Regions from separate parts of the Sus scrofa genome. Here region 1 is linked to region 2. The links are chromatin contacts, called in public Hi-C maps. All regions are on one chromosome and are shown on one strand. The core of a region is the stretch at or near the end of the contact, and the rest is flanking DNA. Distances in the headings are between cores, read along the strand shown.

Region 1 (5,463 bases), core at 1,737-4,236, 270 kb before region 2:
TGCCAGGATGCAGACCGTTGCATGTTATTTAGCCAGGCCGAGGGGCTATTTGCTCTGCTTTCAGGAACAGCATCGGCTTGGCCCTGCTGTGATCTGATTTGACTTCACAAAAAGCCTATGGGTAGAGAGGATAGTTGTGCCCATTTTATAGATGACAAAATTTGAGGTTCCATGAAGCCGATTAGTTGTCCTCCCTCCTGCTGCAAACTTAGTAGCTAAGCAGAGCGGGTCATGGGGCGTCATGGGGCAGGATGCCTGAGTGTCAGTCACTGGGCTTCAGGATTTCTTTTCTGCCACAGTGTTCCCACACGGTAGTCGTAAGTGTCTCAGGGCCGTTGGTTACTCTTAGCCACAAACTCCTTACTCCCCCCATTTTTTTAAATTAAAGATTTTACCTAATTTACATCCTCTCCTAGAAGCTGGTTCTCAGGCCTGGGCATCCCACCTGAGTCTCAGACCATACCAGCATCTTTCCTTTTCAGCCACTTTCCACAGAGAGAGGAAGTTGCTCAGAGCCTATCAGTATTGTCTGAAGGTGGTTTTCTTTTTTTGTTTTTGTTTTTTTGTCTTTTTAGGGCCGTACCCACGGCATAGGGAGGCTAGGAGTTGAATCGGAGCTGTAGCCACTGGCCTACACCAACAGCCACAGCAAGGCAGGTTCCGAGCCGCATCTGTGACCTACATCACCACGCACGGCAACGCTGGATCCTCAACCCACTGAGCGAGGCCAGGGATCAAACCCGCGTCCTCATGGATGCTAGTTGGGTTTGTTAACTGCTGAGCCACAACAAGAACTCTTGGTTTTTTTTTTTTTTTTTTTCCAGTCCTTATTTCCATAAACAGTGCTTTCTCTATAAGTCCTTTCAGTATGGGCTGCAAATGCCTCCTCCTCACCCCTCTTGACTCCAGACACAACCCTTAACCGGGGGACTGTGGGGTCCCAAACCTCCCCCACTACCAGGGGCCACCTCAGACCCAGATGTGAAATAGGTTTTGTCCTTCCACCAGGGCTCCTGCAACACAGGCCCTAATTGTCTCTGCATCTTTTTGTGGGATAAATATGAGTCCATAGTGAAGTTCCTGTTGTGGCGCAGTAGGTTAAGAACCTGACATAGTGTCCGTGAGGATGCAGTTTTGATCCCTGGCCTCACTCAGTGGGTTAAGGATGCAGCATTGCTGAAAGTTGTGGCAAAGTTTTCATTCGTGGCTCGGATCTGGCACTGCCATGGCTATGGCGTAGCCCAGCAGCTGCCACTCCAATTCGACCCCTAGCCTGGGATCTTCCATAGGCCACGGATGCAGCCCTCAAAAGAAAAAAAAAAAAATATGATTCCATAGAGGCAAGAGGCACTCCCTCATTCTTAGGCCAAGCTTCCATCATGATTACTAGCTCTGCATGTGTTCTTGTGGGCCTGTGTGTCTTCCTGGGAAAAAAATCCTTCCCTGTTTATCATCCTTTTTCATTTTATAAGGTAGCATCTACTTTTTCGAACTGAATGAATGATATTCTTATATCATTGAATAATATCAATGAATATCAATGAATGATATTCTAAGTATTGTCACTGGCCATTCCTACTTTATGCAGTTCATCTTCGGGGCTCTTCGAGATAGCCCTAGTACCAAATGCTGAATAGTTATTATTGCCAGGAAATGTTATAGCATATTGTTTGCAAAATGGTTATTTTGTTAAACTCTGGCAACCTGTAACATTAGATTAATGATTTATCTAAAATAATACCAAGCCACAATAATTTCTTCACTTTTCGGATTGGAAGACTTGCTCCACCCTTGCCTTATTCTATTCTATTTTCTATTTGATGAACACCTGGTATGTGCCAGCCTCCCAGGAAAACAAAAAGGGGACAATCCCTACTTCCAGGAGGGGTCGGAGATGGGTACTAAGATGGTCAACAACGTTGTGGAAGAAAAAGCAGGTAATTTTGGCTGGGTGGATGGGACAGCTTTGAGACCAAGGAAACTTCGAAGGATGGAAGCTTTTGATGGCACATACAGGGTGGGACATATTGAGACTCAAAGCTATAAGCTGGTGAGGATGGGTTTCCCACAGAGGAACTGGTCTTGGGGTCTCTGGCCAGCTGCTTGTGTTCCTAGGTCTCCTCAAAATGTTGATCATTCGGAATTTGGGGAAACAAATTCCAGATGCTTCCAGGGCTCAGGCCCTGAAGGGCTCTCCAGCACACAGATAAGTTCAAGTGAACTTTGGCCTGGTTAGGATTTGAAGTGGGCAGGCTAGGCCCACTGGGGAAGGGGACACAGAGCCAGTGTGGTCTCAGAGACCTGACCAGATGGAACGGAGGTTCCCCCAAGCTCCCCCAAGCTTGACTTCCAGTTCCCTGTAGGCAGTTGTCCTGCTTGGCCAGCCTGCTGGTCAGTGGGGCAGCCCAGTCTTTCTTCTGCTGGTCACACACCAGTCATCAGGGCCACTGTCTGATGGTGGCCTCCCCTCTACCTGGCCCAAGGAAACTGGCTCTTTCACGGAGATGCTGTGAAGTACTTCAGAGATGATTGAGGCCACTGTTGGTCAAAATGTGGCCCAGGGCCACATGAGGGCACTGGTTAGCCAGGCACATCCCTGAATCTCATTCCAGGTCCCCAGCACCCCATCTCTGGGGTGGGCCTGGTGATGCAGACTGAAAACCTCTGAGCCAGCCCAGCCCTCATTTCATTTCACATCCAGTGAGTGGACAGGGGCCTGAGAGGAGGAGGGATTTGTCCTGAGTGCCGAGCACAAGAGCCCATGCCCACTGCTAGTCCAGTGCTGGTCACTGCACTCAGCACCCCTGAGCTTCACTTCTGCCTTCTTCTCCCTGAGCAGACCTGGAGTTTAGGTCCTGGGTGTCCAGTCCTGGCTGCCAGGTTAGTGGCCTGACAGTTGCAGTAGGAGCGGAGAAGCCTGGAGTTGGAAAGTGAAGCCTGCAACTGGCTCCCTGAGGCGGATTCTCAGTAGTTTCAGCCTGTGGCTGCCTTATGGACAAGCCCTTCCTCCACCCAGCCCCCAGTCCTCCAGCACACCCAGCTACCTGCCCTCAGCCCCAGCCCTACATGCGAGCACGTCTTCATAAACACCCACGTCTCATTCAAGCCCCACCTCCCCAACCTCAGGGGTCTCAGGCCCCTCCACCATGTGCCCCCTGCATCAGAATGTGAACCAAGATGTATGTGCCCTGAAATCAGCATTGAAAGACCCAAGTTGCAGCCCTGTGTGACCTTGAGCACGTCACCACATCTCTCTGGCCTATGCAGGACATCACTCTGTATGTTGTCAATTTTGCTTCTCATTCTGGCTTAGATCACCCCACCCTCGACCTGGGAAGACAAGTCAGACAAAGCCAACCCCTCCCCAGTGTGCCAAGCGGACCCTGGTTTTGCTCAGTTTTATTCCCTGCAGTTAGCACGCTGCTGTTGCATAAAGATGCGCAATAGCTATTTGTTGAATGACAGATAAATGTGAATGTAGAGGCACAGAGATGCCAGAATTGGGTAGAAAAGGCCCCTCCCGGCTGTACTTCTGCCAACGGCTTCTGTAAACTCCTTCCCTGAGTCTTTTAATAAGCCCCACTTTGCATTTGAGGGTCTGATTATAATCAGTAAAGCCCTAAAACGTGGTGGCTTTAGCTGTTTCATCTGTAAAGTGATAGACTGGATGAGATGGTCCCAATTCCTCCCTCTGCCTTTCCTCTCGTTCTCCCACCTCCTCCTATCAGTCAGCCTCTGGCTCACAGGTCCCTGCAGGTGTCTGTTGTCCTGAGCCCCCTGCCGCCATTCTCCCCTTGTTCATCAGGGTGCATCTGTGGCTGTAATACCTTAAGGGAAAGAAGCTCGATCTTCTTTTGGCTCCACCCTCTCCTCTTGATCGTGTACCCTCTTCAGTCCTCTGGGACCGCTCAGTCCACAAGCGCCTACTCGATGCCAGACCCTGCCCTGAGCATCACGGGCGATCAGACAGGAGACGTAGTTCCCGCAGTCCAGAAACCAGCTGTGTGTCTGGAGGAGGAGGCCAAGTGGAAGATCAAGTGACTATAAGAGGTGCCCCTGCCTGCACGTGGCTCACTCCCCAGGGAGGGTAAAGAGCTTAGCATCAGAGGCAGTGCTTTGGTGCCGGAGTTCTGCCTTACTGGCATGAGGGACCTGGGCACACTGCCTTACAGATCCGAGCCAGTGCCCTCATCTACAAAGTGGGGAAGGCTCATGAAATACAAGATCACCTTTAGGCCCGTATCACAGCAATAACTACTGCAGGCAAGATCCACAGATGGGTCTCAACTCAGTGGGTGGGAGTTGGAAGGGAAGACAGGGAAGAAGGATATTTGTAGAGTCTGAGTATCTCTCCCAAAATATTTACCAGTTATGAAGAGAAAAAGAGCAACTTTACTGTGGAGAAAGCTGGCCAACCCCATCATAAATGGTCAAGGCTGAGATGACAAATTTAGCAAAATAGGACACATCCACCTCATGTGCCCCCTGTAGGATGCACTGAGGGCACCCCTCAGGAGGTGGGGGTGGGGGCAGTTGATGTTCTGGGCTGAGGGGGCAGGGAAAGCAGGTGGAACCTGTCAGGAGCCCCGGGAAGCTGAGCATCCTGTGTAGAAATCCAAACAGCCTGTTCGCTGCTTCCTGGTCCCAGAGGCTGAAATACAGCAGGGGAAAAGAAGGATGCTGGGAAGCAGTCCAGGAACAGTGTCTGCTGGGAAGTCACCCCAAATGCAATAGGAATGTGACTCTGTGTTCTGAGAGGTGGGAGGCCTGATGGTGTGGATACAGGAGGAGACTGAAAACGAGGCTTAAGGTCAAGTTCACTGTATGGGTGAGAGGGAGTGGTCCTGCCTGGAGCTTCCTAACACACCTGGAGGAGCAGCCTGCACCCTCCCTGAGCTGGCATAGGTGGTCTTAGAGGCCCTCGGGAGCAGCTGATTTGAGGGTCCACCATGAATAGGGTGGGGCAGCTTGAATGGCCTAGAGGACCCGGGTGAGGGCCTGGCGGGGACCTCCTGCTCTAAATGCAGCTCCCATCCTCTCCCCTCTGAGCAAAGATGTTAGAGCAAATGGGACCAGAATGGGACTTCCTATGTCTGGTGGAAAGTGTGGGTGGTTCAGCTGCTCAGGGCTTGGGGGGACCAGAGAGTGTCTAATCTGGTGTTCTCAATCCTGGCTGCACAGCAGACTCTTTTGGGACTCCTTTGTAAAAACCCCAGTGCTGGGCCCCAGCCCCTAGACATGCCAATGTAGTAATTCCAGGTGAGACCCAGGCATATCTAGTTTTAGGTATATTTTTTTTTTTTTTTTTTTTTTTTTTTTTTTTTTTTTTTTTTTTTTTTTGCTATTTAGTATTTCAGTGTAGACCTCAGGCAATCAGTAGGCTTATCAGTACGCTTTGACTTTTTTTAACTTTTTTATTCTGAAAAACAGAACAATATTTCCCACCCCCTGCCCCTTTGCCCA
Region 2 (5,096 bases), core at 2,339-4,838:
AGTGCTTGAGAATGTTCCATGTACACTTGAAAAGAATGTATATTCTGATTTTTTTGGATGTACTGTCCTGAAAATGTCAATTAAGTCTAACTTTTCTATTGTGTCATTTAGATCTCTGTTGCCTTATTGATTTTCTGTCCAGAGGATCTGTCCATTGATGTGAGTGGGGTGTTAAAGTCTTCTACTGTTACTGTATTCCCATCAGTTTCTCCTTTTGTGTCTGTTAGTTTTTTTTTTTTTTTTTTTTTTTTTTTTTTTAAGGGCCATGCTCACAGTATATGGAGGTTCCTAGGTAGGAGTCCATTCAGAACTGTATCTGCCAGCCTACACCACAGCTCACAGCAATGCCGGATCCTTAACCCACTGAGCGAGGCCAGGGGTCAAACCTGCATCCTCACGGATATTAGTTGGGTTCATTAACCACTGAGCCATGATGGAACTCCAGTGTTTGTTGTATGTATCTGAGTGCTCCTATACTAGAGACATATATATTGATGACTGTAATATCCTCTTCTTGAGTGGATCCTTTTATCATTAAATAGTGTCCTTCTTTGTTTTTCTTTATGGCTTTCATTTTAAAGTCTATTTTGTCTGATAGGAGTATTGTAACTCCTGCTTTCCTGTCTTGTCTATTGACATGAAATATCATTTCCCATCCCCTCACTTTCAATTTCTATGTGTCCTTTGCCCCAGGGTGAGTCTCTCATAGACAGCATATTGTAGGCTCTTGCTTTTTTATCCAGTCTGCTACTCTGTGTCTTCTGATTGAAGCACTCAGTCCATTGACATTTAAGGTAATTATTGATAAACATGTGTTTTCTATTTTAAACCTTGTTTTCCAGTTGATTCTATATTTCTCCTTTGTTCTTTTCTTTCTTTAGTTGGATGATTTTCTTTTATTTTACTCTTGTGTCCTTTTCTTTTTAGTTTTTGTGAATGTAATGTTTGGTTTTGATTTGTGGTTGCCCTGTTTTTCAAGTATGTTAACCCATTCCAATATCTGCTTGCTTTAGCCTGATAGTCATATAGGCTGAAATACAGTGTTTTAAAAAAGAGTCTAGATTTCCTTACTTTCCTACCCCCCTTTCTATGATTTTGAAGTCTTTTTTTTTAACATCTTCTTGTTTGTCCTTTTGCTGTTCCTTGTATTTATTGTCACTCTCACAATTTTTTTTTTCTTTTTCCTTTTCAATCTGTATACTGGCTTATTTAAGTGATTGCTTTCCAATTGTGATTTCCTCCATCCTATTTCTTCATACTTCTTTTTTATTTAGATAAGCTCTTTCAGTATTTCTTTTAGAACAGGTTTAGTATTGCTGTACTCTTTTTTTTGTTTGTTTGTCTGTTGGCAAAATTCTTAATTTCTCCTTGTATTTTAAATGGTATTCTTCCTGGGTAGAGTATTCTAGGCTGCAAATTTTCCCTTTTAGAACTTTGAATATATCTTGCCCCACCCTCTTCTGGCCTGTAGTGTTTCTGTAGAGAAATCAGCTGATAGTCTTATGGGTGTTCCCTTATAATTAATGCTTTGTGTTTCTCTTGCTGCCTTTAGAATCCTTTCTTTAACTTTTCATATTTTTATTATAATATGTCTTGGTGTGGGCCTATTTGGGTTCATCTTGTTTGGGGCCCTCTGTGCTTCCTGTATCTTGATATCTGTTTTCTTTAGATTTGGAACGTTTTTAGCCATAATTTATTCCAATATATTTTCAATCCTCTTTTCTTTTTCTTCTCCTTCTGGAGTCCCTATTATGTGTAGATTGGCCCACTCTATATTATCCTATAAATCTCTTATATTGCTTTCATGTTTTTTCCTTTGGTTTTCCGTCTGCTGTCCTGAGTGGTTGAGTTCCCCATTCTATCTTCTAAGTCACTAATTCATTCCTCTGCATTATTCATTCTGTTCTTTAGTTCCTTTAACTCAGTTTGCACTAACTTGACAATGAATTTTCTAATTTTTCTTGCTTCCTCCTTATATTTTCTAGTTCCTTTAGAGCCACAGCAATGTGGGATCCGAGCTGCGTCTGCAACCTACACCACAGCTCATGGCAATGCCGGATCCTTAACCCACTGAACAAGGCCAGAGATCGAACTCACAACCCCATTGTTCCTAGTCGGATTCATTAACCACTGTGCCATGACGTGAACTCCTATATCTACTCTTAATTCCTTCATAGTCACCCTTAATTCCTTCAGTATTTTTACTGTCTCCCTTTTGAACTCAGTGTCTATTAGACTGCGGAGGTCTCTTTCACTGTTTGCTGCTTCAGGTGAATTCTCCTGTTCTTTTAACTGGAAATGGTTCCTGAGCTTCTTCATTTCGCTTATACTTTTTTTTTTTTTTTTTTTTTTTTTTTCTGTGAGTTTAGGGAAACCAACTACTGTAGTCTTGGAGGGCTGTTTCTTTGTAAACACGCCCATTTGTGTTTTGTGGGGTTTACTGTATATTTTTGGCTGGGAGTTTGGATATTTGCTACCTCTTTCTTCAGTATGAGCAGGCTGTTATCCTCTTGATAGGTGCTGAGTGTGTTTCCCAGGGAGAAGGAGATAGTAGTAGGGCAAGGAGGCAGTAGTTAGGGCTAGTAGTCAGTGCCTGGTTGCTGGGCTCTTGACAGTAGCACAGACCTGCAGGAAGGTGGTGTAGGATACTCCTAGTTGCAGGGCCCTGGGAAGTAGTAATGAGCCTCAGGCAGACTTAGGCCGTGTCCAGAATATTTGGCAGTGGCATGGCAGAGAGTAACAACAGCTGGTGTTTGGTTAAAGTGCTCTCCTCTGTGGTGCTCTCTGAGGTGATTGGGGCTGTAAGTGGTACCTGTTCATGGACCCTTATTGGTGGTGGGCCATGCCCACCTCTGGAGTCAGAGTAACTGTGGTGGTTTCCCCCTGCCACCTGTGTACCACACAAGAAGCACCCTGTCCCTCTTAGCCCACACAGGAGCTGCTGCACAGGCTGCTCCTAGTTGCAGGGTCCTGGCAAGTGAGAGTGATCAAGCATGTGTGGGTGTTGCACAGAGTGTTTGGCACTGGCAGCAGTGGGGCAGGTCTGTTCCCAGGGGAGTGAGAGCATCAACGGGTGGTGCTCAGTTGCAGTGCCCTGTTTTTGCCGACCTCTGAGTTAACTGAGGCCACAGGTGGAGCCTATTCACAGACCCCTAGTGGTGATGGGCCACATCCCCTTCCCCTTCTGGTTTTTGAGATGACTGCTCTGGTTTGTTCCCATCACCTGCAGATCATGCAAGAGGTGCCATGTCATGCTTAGCCCCTTGCTGTCTTCAACACACACAAGAGGTGCCTGGCCACCCATAGCCCACACAAAAGGTATCTAGTCTCCTGAAGCCTGAGCAAGTGGCCTCTCACCACCAGTAGCCTGCACCAGAGGTGCCCCACCATCTGAGAGCCTATGTGTGCTCAGGGAAAGAGATTCCTATGGCAGTCTGCCCCTCCTCTTCTTGCCCTCCCCAACAACAGTGCCTTGTTTCTCCTATGGGCCCAGACCTCTTCCCAGGTTCTTTCGGCTGTAGCGTTCTGCTCCCCAGCCCATGGCACACTTCTCCTTAGCCCCTCAGCCCATCTGTCTCCACACAGCCAATCCTAGTGCTCTCCCCAGAACTGACCTCTGGAGCCTGAGTCTCAGTGCCCAGTCCCTGCCTGAGCATCTCAGGCTGTGGTGTCCGGGGCAGTGGTGCAGATGATCTGCTCTCACTCTGCTTTGCCCTCCTCAGTCCAGCTGCTTTCCTTTCTCAGCAACTTTGAGGTCCCTCCAACTTGGCTGATCTCTGCTTCGGTTAGGTGGCTTCCCAGGGTGCAGGTTCCTTTTCTCTTTCATAGCTCCCTCTCAGGAGTGCTAGTCTTATCCTGATTTCTTTTCTCTCTCTCTCTCTCTCTTTTTTTTCTTTTGTTCTACCCAGTTATGTGGAGGATTTCCTGCCCTTTTAGGAGGTTTAAGTTCTTCTGCCAGTTTTCAGTAGATGTTCTGTGTGAATTGTTCTACATGTAGATGTGGGTTTTTTTTAATGTGTTTGTGGGAGAAGATGAGCATAACATCTCACACCTCTGCCATTTTGATCAGTTTCTTCTTTTAAAGAATGAATTTGCCTTTGAGTTCTAGATCAGAGACTGATTAAAAAAATATCCTAATAAGATTTTTATTCAAGAGTTCCTGTTGTGTCTCAGTGGGTTAAGAACTTGACTAGTATCTGTGAGGACGTGGGTTTGATCCCTGGCCTTGCTTAGTGGGTCAAGGATCCGGCGTTGCTGTGAGCTGCAGTGTGGGTTGCAGACACAGCTTGGATCTGGCATTGTTGTGGCATAGGCAGCAGTTGTGGACTCCTAGCATGGGACCTTCCATATGCCACAGATACAGTCCTAAAAAGAAAAAAAAAAAGGCACATCATTTTTGCCTCCGTGTGTGTGTGTGTGTGTGTGTGTGTGTGTGTGTGGGTGTGTGGGTGTGTGTGTGTGTGTGAGAGAGAGAGAGAGAGAGAGGGGATAAAGGTTTGTTTACAGTTAGTAATCTGTAGCTACCATGTGATATAGTACTGTCCACGGCCTAAGTTTAATGCTTGAAAAGTTTTATTTGACTAATCATTTTTGTTTTAGGGAGATGGATCTTTTGGATCATTAAATAGGGTCAATGTATTTTTGTAAATTATCAACATTGCATTTCCTGTTCTTTAGATTGAAGCCATTATTTTCATTCTGGTAGGCTCACAGCTGGCAGCCTGGAATAAAAAATCCATACCGTGGTGTTGTGGTATGGCCTGTTCCTGAAAACATTGAAATCACTGTGACACTTTTCAAGGTAAGTTCCATTTTTATAAGTAACAGAAATTATTGTATAATCATGGTTCTAGATGATGGAATATTTCCGTATCTGTTGTCCTGTACATTTGGGTCCAATCTGGTACACTAATATGCACTATTTTTAGAGATACAGCAATTTATAACAATGCAAGGATATCAGGGTGTTTCTTGGTCAATAAAGTCTGAATAAATTTGGGAGTCTTTTTGAATTTATTCTAGTTAAGCTCAAATGGAGTAAAGTACTTTTTCTGTGGAAAGCTGAGGTTTGTGGAATTCTTAGTCCTGAGTTTCAT

Evidence for each region. A called contact is a pair of places that touch in the nucleus more often than the background predicts.
Region 1: a contact with region 2 is called in a Hi-C map of retroperitoneal adipose tissue, with 2.1 times the contacts expected there. A contact is called at or near these places in 2 of 5 promoter capture datasets (fetal skeletal muscle and liver), 33 of 47 Hi-C or Micro-C datasets (adipose tissue, alveolar macrophages, blood and 17 more) and 2 of 2 datasets of targeted methods (alveolar macrophages and skeletal muscle).

Annotation. Positions count from the first base shown.
Region 1 is chr3:79,458,349-79,463,811 of Sscrofa11.1, reverse strand. No RefSeq gene overlaps it. Among named protein-coding and RNA genes, the nearest start is that of TMEM17, 45 kb to the right of the region's middle.
Region 2 is chr3:79,185,678-79,190,773 of Sscrofa11.1, reverse strand. EHBP1 (EH domain-binding protein 1) reads left to right here. Exons shown (of 25, transcript XM_021087470.1): 4 at 4,706-4,801. Among named protein-coding and RNA genes, the nearest start is that of EHBP1, 74 kb to the left of the region's middle.